Regions from separate parts of the Mus musculus genome. Here region 2 is linked to region 1. A link is a contact called in public Hi-C data. All regions are on one chromosome and are shown on one strand. The core of a region is the stretch at or near the end of the contact, and the rest is flanking DNA. Distances in the headings are between cores, read along the strand shown. Region 1 overlaps Birc6 (baculoviral IAP repeat-containing 6). Region 2 overlaps Birc6 (baculoviral IAP repeat-containing 6).

Region 1 (4,436 bases), core at 337-2,836:
TCATATTACTTAGAATCCTCGTTTCTGCAACTGGTTACGTGGCCTTAATTGGTATTTATAACTACCTTCCTCTACTACCCATTCTGTACTTCCTTCACCTTCAGCCAGCACCTCAGCAGGTCTTGGCTCTTTTCCTGGAGGATTGACCCATACCTTTATTCCTGATGTGTCTGCGTCCTTTGTCATCCTGCTTGGATTAGGCTGTTGTAGTTTCCCATTTTGACTCAAAGCATTGACACAATTCTCAATGTACTCAGTGAGTATTTGATAGCATACTTAATTTAAATAAAGTAACATGTTTCTCTAGATGCTATACTTGTTATATATATTTCTTTTTTGAGACAGGCTCTCGAGTATCTATCCTACATTGACTTTGAACTCTTGATCTTACCTCTGACCTCAAGTGCTGAGATAAGACATTTACTACACTGCCTGGCTTTGTGTATTTTGCTGAGTTGACAAAGATGTTCTGAATTTCATTTTTGAGGACACTATGGCATTGATAAAATTAATGATATTTTATTAGCTTTAAAACAAAGGTAGTATTAACTAAGTTTTGTAACTTGCCTGTAATTTATCTTGTATGATTTGTAACTTGCCTATAATTTATCTTGTATGATTGTTACTTTTTAAAATATTTTTGTCACCTAAAAGCTGAATAGTATGGGCATAAATATGTTTATTGTAGAAGAATTGGCAAAGGCAGGAATGAGAATGAAAGAGAACATAGAGAACCCGTTGAAGCAGTTATTTGGCTAAATTGCTTTGACTCCTGGTGCTCTCCTGTACCGCTCAGAAGCTCTCTGGGTTTGCGAATGAAAGACAGACAGACAGACAGACAGACATGCACACGCACACGCACATGCAACAGTTAATTTTAGTATGCCTTGACCTGGCTAGCATACATTTCCCTCCAGTACCCTGGCTCCAACACCTTCTAAATCTATGTTTCATCTCTGCTGCCCTGTTACCTTCTGGGCAGCCCCTCCCATAGGACTATTGCCCTTACCACCTACATTTTGGATGAATTTTCTTCTGTAGCTCTAAATCTGATCTGGCTCCCCTACCCCCACCCCGCTCCCCCTTCCTTCTGCCCTCCGACATGGCAATCCCCCCTTTCTCTCTCCCAGTCTCCAACGCGCACGAATCTAAAGGTCCTGTCTCAGTCTACCTGCCCTGCTATTGGCCTTTGGCTCTTTATTGATTGATCAAAATCCAATTGTGGACAAGGACCTTCAGCATTTGGACACACAGATTCCCAATTTTGGGGGCCGATTAATTCAAAGCCTTAGAACCAATCCCCAACAACCTGTATTCATGCTATCTAGTTATGGGAGTGTTCTTTTTTTAAAGCAAATGTTGGATCAATTTATATGCATTATAATTTTTATCATAAAGTATTTTAGAAATAGATCATTATGTTTTTGTAGACCAATTAGATCTGTAATGTCAAGACCATTGAATTCTTTCCTTATAAAAACTGTATTTTATGTTTTATCTCAGTATGCCTGGGTGGTAATTGGTTAATACTAAAGTTCTTCTGTAGTTGAAACCTAATGTGTTCTGTTCCTGTTTTGAATTTGCTTATCCTAGCTCCCAAGTGCAGTATTTTTTTTTTTTTTGGAAGAGTTTTTTTTTTTTTTTTTTAAACTTCTGATTCGGATTTGAATACTTGAAGCTCTTAGCAGGTGATCTTATGCTTGTTTTACATCCTTTTTATTATTTTAAATTGTAGTGAGTTGGGGTTGGTTTCTGGTGATACTGCTCAGTGGGAGAGCAATTGCCCAATATTCAGGAAGCTCAGTACTGAGCAATAATAATAAGCTAATCTGTGACTCAGAGCTGACTGCATCTGTCTGTTAATACCATTTACAAAAAACTTAAGGCACAGAACCTTTGTCAGCATTGTCTTAGTAAACAGTTGTAGACATTGCCTTGGAATGCTGTATTATGCTCCTCCTCCTCTTCTCCATCTCCATCTCCATCTCCTTCTCCTTCTCCTTCTCCATCTCCATCTCCTTCTCCATCTCCTCCTCCTCCTCCTCCTCCTCCTGCTCCTCCTCCTCCTCCTGCTCCTCCTCCTCCTTCTCCTCCTCCTCCTCCTCCTCCTTCTCCTCCTCCTTCTCCTCCTCCTCCTCCTCCTTCTCCTCCTCCTCCTCCTGCTCCTCCTCCTCCTCCTCCTTCTCCTCCTCCTCCTCCTGCTCCTCCTCCTCCTCCTCCTGCTCCTCCTCCTCCTCCTGCTCCTCCTGCTCCTGCTCCTCCTCCTTCTCCTCCTCCTGCTCCTCCTGCTTCTCCTTCTCCTCCTCCTCCTGCTCCTCCTCCTCTTCCTTCTCCTCCTCCTCCTTCTCCTCCTCCTCCTTCTCCTCCTCCTCCTCCTTCTCCTCCTCCTTCTCCTTCTCATCCTGCTTCTTCTCCTCCTCCTTCTCCTCCTCCTTCTCCTCCTCCTGCTCCTTCTCCTTCTTCTCCTTCTCCTTCTCCTCCTCCTGCTCCTTCTCCTTCTCCTCCTCCTCCTGCTCCTGCTCCTCCTCCTCCTTCTCCTCCTCCTGCTCCTTCTCCTTCTCCTCCTCCTGCTCCTCCTCCTCCTCCTCCTCCTGCTCCTCCTCCTCCTCCTCCTGCTCCTCCTCCTCCTGCTCCTCCTCCTCCTGCTCCTGCTCCTCCTCCTCCTTCTCCTCCTCCTCCTCCTTCTCCTCCTCCTTCTCCTTCTCCTCCTGCTTCTCCTCCTCCTCCTCCTCCTCCTCCTTCTCCTCCTCCTCCTCCTTCTCCTCCTGCTTCTCCTTCTCCTCCTCCTCCTCCTCCTCCTCCTTCTCCTCCTGCTTCTCCTTCTTCTCCTCCTCCTTCTCCTCCTCCTGCTCCTCCTCCTGCTCCTTCTCCTTCTCCTTCTCCTCCTGCTCCTCCTCCTGCTCCTCCTCCTTCTTCTCCTTCTCCTCCTCCTTCTCCTCCTGCTCCTTCTCCTTCTCCTCCTGCTCCTCCTCCTTCTCCTCCTCCTCCTCCTTCTCCTTCTCCTCCTCCTCCTCCTCCTGCTCCTCCTTCTTCTCCTCCTGCTCCTCCTCCTCTTCCTCTTTCTTCTTTCTTCTACTTTCTTCTTCTTTTTCTTTTTTCCAAGAAAGGTTGGTGTAGTTTAGAGACAAGGCCCCCCAGATGCCCTGGAAGTTTGAGCAAATGTCCTTTTGCCTCAGCCTTTCTAGTAGCAGGAAAGATAGGTGCAGGCTTGATAGTCTGGCCGAAGTCTTAAGTAGAGATTGCCATTTATATGTAAAACAGCATTAGTATATAAGCATTGTGACTTTTAGTACAGTATATTATTCTGGAAAATGAGACTTGCCTTTTTTTTTGTTTGTTTGTTTTCAAGACAGGGTTTCTTTCTCTGCATAGCCTTGGCTGTCCTGGAACTAACTCTGTGGATCGGGGTGGCCCCGAACTCAGAAATCTGCCTGTCTCTGCCTCCCAAGTGCTGGGATTAATGGCATGCATCACCACTGCCTGGGAGAATTGCTTTTCTTTCTTTCTTTCTTTCTTTTTTTTTTTTTAATAAAATACATCTTTTAGTTTTGTAACGAGAGTATCAAAATTTTAAAATACTGGTGATCTGTTGGTGAGTAAAGTGCAGAGCTTGACTGTTACATCTGCGAGAATGGGTAAAGGTTGATGCAAAGATGGGAGCTGGCAGTTTCTTGGCCACCTGAATGAAGGGCAAAGGATAGATCATTGTCTTTACTCCTGTCTTCTGAACTGTGACTCTTAACCCTCAATGTCTCCCTGAATGAACACCCATAAACACAATAAAAGTGAATGTTGGTGTAAATACGTTTATAATACATTACATACACACATAATGTTCATAAAACTGTTTTTTGATTTTAGAGTAATGGTCTTGAATTTGTTGACAATAGCTGTTAGTATTTTACTACAACAAGTTCAAGTTTGATTTGACTAGCTGACATTCTCTTTTACTCTAGTGCTTGCTATAAATTTTCTCTAATTTTCTATATCTATAAATACTAGAATTTTAGAGGGTTCCTTCCACACAAACTTTCATGTAAACATTCATTTACTGCTTTATAATTGTATAGCAGTTATATATCAAAATGATTTATATCACATTTCTTTTAGCGGTTTGTATATTGCTATTGTTTTAGCTGTGTAATAGTGGTTTAAACACTGCATATCAGGGCTGGAGTTATAGCTCGGTTTTGTTTTGATTTTTAAATATTTTTAACATTTATTTATTTAGGTGTGTTAAGTATTTTGTCTGCATGTATATATGTGTACCATGTCTGTGTCTGGTTCTGATGGAGGTTTCAGAAGAGAGATTCAGAGCCCTCAGAATTGAACCATCATGTATATGGGTGCTGGGAACTGAACCTGGCTTCTCTTTAAGAGCAGCAACTGTTTCTAACCAATGAGCCATCTCTCCAGCCCTGACCTCAGTTTGATCC
Region 2 (4,218 bases), core at 212-2,711, 73 kb after region 1:
TGCCATATCAGTTGGAGATGGATTATTTACCATATTGACAACACTTAGTAAGAAAGCCTCTACAGTCCACATGATGTTGCAGCCAATCTTGACCTACATGGCCTGTGGATACATGGGCAGACAAGTACGTTCAGTCCAGCAGCTGCTGCAGTAATTTAACAGTTTGATGGTAATGCAAGCAGAGAATTACATCAGACAGATGAACAGTATCCATGTTCATGGGCAAAGTAACTCTTAGATTTTACTTTTAATAGAAATTGAAGAATAAAATTTCATGATATGGTCTTTTGAAAAATGACTACAGAGATAAAGTCAATATTTATATTCTGGAAAGGCTCACTACTCCTTTCCCTGAGATAGCATCTTTAACTAGCAGGTTGTTTCCTGAGATATGACACAGAACTACTAAACATGGACAACAAAATTCTAAAGGGTGTGAGGGTAAATTTTCATTCTAATACAATGTTTTCATTAATTCCTTGGTCATTCCTATAGTGTCATTTCGATCATATTAAGAAATCGAGTTGTCCAGATTCACAGGGACTTAGAAAATCATGTTGTGTGTTTACTTTTTAGGGCTCTCTTGCTACTTGCCAGTTATCTGAGCCATTGTTGTGGTTTATCTTGAGAGTGTTGGATACTAGTGATGCATTGAAAGCTTTCCATGATATGGGTAAGAAAAAAAATCTCCTATGCTGTCATTCTAGCATGGTCCTTTCAGCTAACATTGTGGCATGGTCATTTTTGTACTCTGAATCTTCACTTGTTTCTAGGATTCTTTTCATTTAGTATTCTTTGTGAATTTAGGTGGAGTTCAGCTCATATGCAATAATATGGTTACCAGTACAAGGGCTATTGTGAACACTGCAAGAAGTATGGTATCAACTATTATGAAATTTCTTGATTCTGGACCAAATAAAGCTGTTGACAGCACTTTGAAAACAAGGATCCTGGCCTCTGAGCCTGACAATGCAGAAGGAATCCATAACTTTGCACCACTTGGTAAGATAGTGGTTATGCCTCTTACTATGACTCAGCTCTGTGTTCTGATGAGGTGAAGCAAAATTAGTTGTGGACACAAGTTGAAACTAGATTAGTACAATTTTAAATAAAAAAATTCCTTTTATAGGCTGTTGGGTCCAAAACATTCTACTAAGTACAACATTTTTAGGTCAGTTCTCTCTTCAAATGTTAATCACCTTAAAAGGACTTAAACATTGATATGTTTTACATTTTTAATTTAGGTGTTTATTCCTTCATACTGCATTTCTTTCATGCTTTTCTTATTGTTGTTTCATGAACATCTGAGAAATAAAGACCATTATTTTCATGGTTAAAGAAATTATAGTCCTCAAGAGTTTTCTACTTAATTTAAAAATTACCCTAGACATGTGCTCACTAATGGTCACTTGTCCTCTGACTAATAGTTGACTGGCTATTTTGGGACTACTGTTGATCATCATGCTTGGTGACTGACAGTGTAGCTATTCCAGCAGATGTTTATTTTCTGCTGGTTGTTATAGCTTCATATGGTATCATCTGAGTATTTCTCGTGTTCTCCTGCATCCTTTTCACACGTTTGCATGCTGTTTCCCACTGTTTCCTTGTAGGTACCATCACTTCTAGTAGTCCTACTGCCCAGCCAGCTGAGGTGCTCCTGCAAGCCACACCGCCCCATCGAAGAGCTCGTTCTGCTGCTTGGTCCTACATCTTTCTGCCTGAGGAAGCCTGGTGTGACCTTACCATCCACCTTCCGTCAGCAGTGCTGCTGAAGGAGATACACATTCAACCTCACCTCGCATCTCTCGCAAGTGCGTACTGTGAGGAGTGCTGCGAGTGACAGGCAGGGAAGACCGGAAGTGCTCTCAGCAAGCCCTCCTGTGCTCACCTTTGGTGTTAGGTCATGGGTACATGTGTTTAATCGCTGTGGGCTCCCTCCCTCCCTCCCCTCCTCCACCCCCCCCTTCTGTATAATTCACTTGGTTCTTAATTGAATATATTTTATCAGAACATTTTAAGGTAAATTCCTTAAAATACTTGGAAAATCAGTTCCAGATTAAGTAGAGACAGATTTTTTTTGTAGAATATTCAGTAACAATGCTTGATAATATTTTTCCATTTAAAGTCACTTAGCTTCTTTCAGCATACTCACAGTTTATATTGAGATGGTCACATTCATTTGTGTTCAATGTTATTCAATTGAAAACCTTGGGAGATTTCATAGATTTTTAGTATGTTTGGAAGAATATTTTTATTTTTAAGGTAGACTATAATCTAGTTATATTCAAACTATTACCTAATCTCATCCAAATAATATAAGGTGAACGTCAGACATAATGTCATGTCCCTGTAATTTCATGTCATGGGAACATGAGGGAGGACAGTTTTGAACTTGAGGCCAGCCTGTGTTTCCAGATGAAATAAAACAAAAATAGTAACATACCCAGATGTCCCTCAACAGAGGAATAGATACAGAAAATGTGGTACATTTACACAATGGAGTACTACACAGCAATTAAAAACAATGAATTATGAAATTCTTAGACAAATGGATGAATCTGGTGGATATCATCCTGAGTGAGGTAACCAATCACAAAAGAACACACATGATATGCACTCACTGATAAGTGGATATTAGCTCAGAATCCTTCCTAGAAGGGGGAACACAATACCCATGGAAGGAGTTACAGTGACAAAGTTTGGAGCAGAGACTGAAGGAACGACCATCCAGAGACTGCCCCACTTGGGGATCCATCCCATAAACAACCACTAAACCCAGACACTATGGCAGATACCAACAGGAGCTTGCTGACAGAAGCCTGATATAGCTGTCTCCTGAGAGGCTCTGCCAGTGCCTGACAAATACAGAAGTGGATGCTTACAGCCATCCATTGGACAGAGTACCGGGTCCCCAATGGAGGAGCTAGAGAACATACCAAAGGAGCTGAAGGGGTTTGCAGCCCTATAGGAGGAAATTTAATATGAACTAACCAATATCTCCAGAGCTCCTTGGGACTAAACCACCAATCAAAGAAAACACATGGTGAGACTTGTGGCTCTAGCTGTATATGTAGCAGAGGATGGCCTAGTCGGTCATCAATGGGAGAAGAGGCCCTTGGTCCTGTGAAGGTTCTATGCCCCAGTATAGGGGACTGCTAGGACCAGGAATGAGAGTGGGTGGGTTGGGGAGCAGGGAGAGTGGGGAGGGGATAGGGGATTTTCGGAGGGGAAACTAGGAAAGGGGATAACATTTGAAATGTAAATAAAGAAAATATCTAATTAAAAAAAAAAGAATAACGGGCTGGTGAGATGGCTCAGTGGGTAAGAGCACCCGACTGCTCTTCCGAAGGTCCGAAGTTCAAATCCCAGCAACCATCCATAATGAGATCTGACTCCCTCTTCTGGAGTATCTGAGGATAGCTACAGTGTACTTACATGTAATAAATAAATAAATAAATCTTTAAAAAAAAAAAAAAAAGAATAACATATACTAAAACCTTACTTTAGCAGGCCATAAACTATTTTAAAAGACAAAGTACTGCTTGACAGGGTAGCATAGGCCTACCTTCCTATCTACTTAGTCTTCAGCAGGAGGATTTACAGTTGAGTATCTGCATGGGTATCTTGTGAGTAGACAGCTAGAGAAACCTAGTGTGCAGATAGAAACCGAGACGTGATCTAGTGGCATGGAGTCCTTTCCTAGTAAGCTTTGCATCAAGCTCTAAGCTGCAGTTCAAGTATTGCGATCTGAAATGAGAAAGCTTTTGTTTGGGAGGAAAACAGTTTGTTTGAAAGTGGATAGATTTTGCCTGTGAGAATTTGGAACTCAAGTACAGTGTGGGTAGAGAAAGCTGGTATTTATGCATTCTTAACTAACAGATAACTTTCTGGTGGTTTAGGGCAGGGACTCAATATATGTTCCAGTGAAAATTGAATAGATTTATTATTAAATGGTGGTAGAAATTTCAGTTGTTTGATTCCTTAAAGTGTATTGCTCATGTAAAATACAGCCGTTATTAGTTTCTTGAAAATGTTTTTGAAGTTACAGTTTACAAACTTTAAAAAAATTTCTCTAACCCTTAATGTAAGCCTGCCATTTAATTGACAATTAATAAAATTATACTTAGTATAGAAATAAACCAATTTTTAAGATTTTTCTTTGATAGCTATGTTTGCCCCATAGGCCTCTGTGCTATGCAGGGAGCAGAATGTCCCATT

Evidence for each region. Hi-C and Micro-C count contacts between places; a contact is called where the count stands out from the background.
Region 2: a Hi-C map of bone marrow-derived macrophages shows a contact between it and region 1, with 24 read pairs. The contact joins two enhancer-like sites. A contact is called at or near these places in 9 of 39 promoter capture datasets (the C10 cell line, the HPC-7 cell line, cranial neural crest and 4 more), 1 of 15 datasets of contacts at CTCF or cohesin (the NIH/3T3 cell line), 4 of 484 Hi-C or Micro-C datasets (bone marrow-derived macrophages, liver, myeloid progenitors and 1 more), 2 of 115 datasets of contacts at active chromatin or transcription factors (embryonic stem cells and extraembryonic endoderm stem cells) and 3 of 9 other capture datasets (adipose tissue, liver and pancreatic islet).

Annotation. Positions count from the first base shown.
Region 1 is chr17:74,568,960-74,573,395 of GRCm38.p6, forward strand. The region is part of intron 7 of Birc6 (baculoviral IAP repeat-containing 6); the gene reads left to right. Among named protein-coding and RNA genes, the nearest start is that of Birc6, 43 kb to the left of the region's middle. Within about 2 kb of position 1,587, at least 11 of the 459 cell types and tissues checked have an H3K27ac peak or open chromatin away from gene starts, as enhancers often do. A contact at or near this core is called in bone marrow-derived macrophages, where this site is marked.
Region 2 is chr17:74,641,685-74,645,902 of GRCm38.p6, forward strand. Birc6 (baculoviral IAP repeat-containing 6) reads left to right here. Exons shown (of 73, transcript NM_007566.3): 46 at 1-124; 47 at 577-673; 48 at 808-1,002; 49 at 1,611-1,811. Among named protein-coding and RNA genes, the nearest start is that of Ttc27, 74 kb to the right of the region's middle. Within about 2 kb of position 1,462, at least 13 of the 459 cell types and tissues checked have an H3K27ac peak or open chromatin away from gene starts, as enhancers often do. A contact at or near this core is called in bone marrow-derived macrophages, where this site is marked.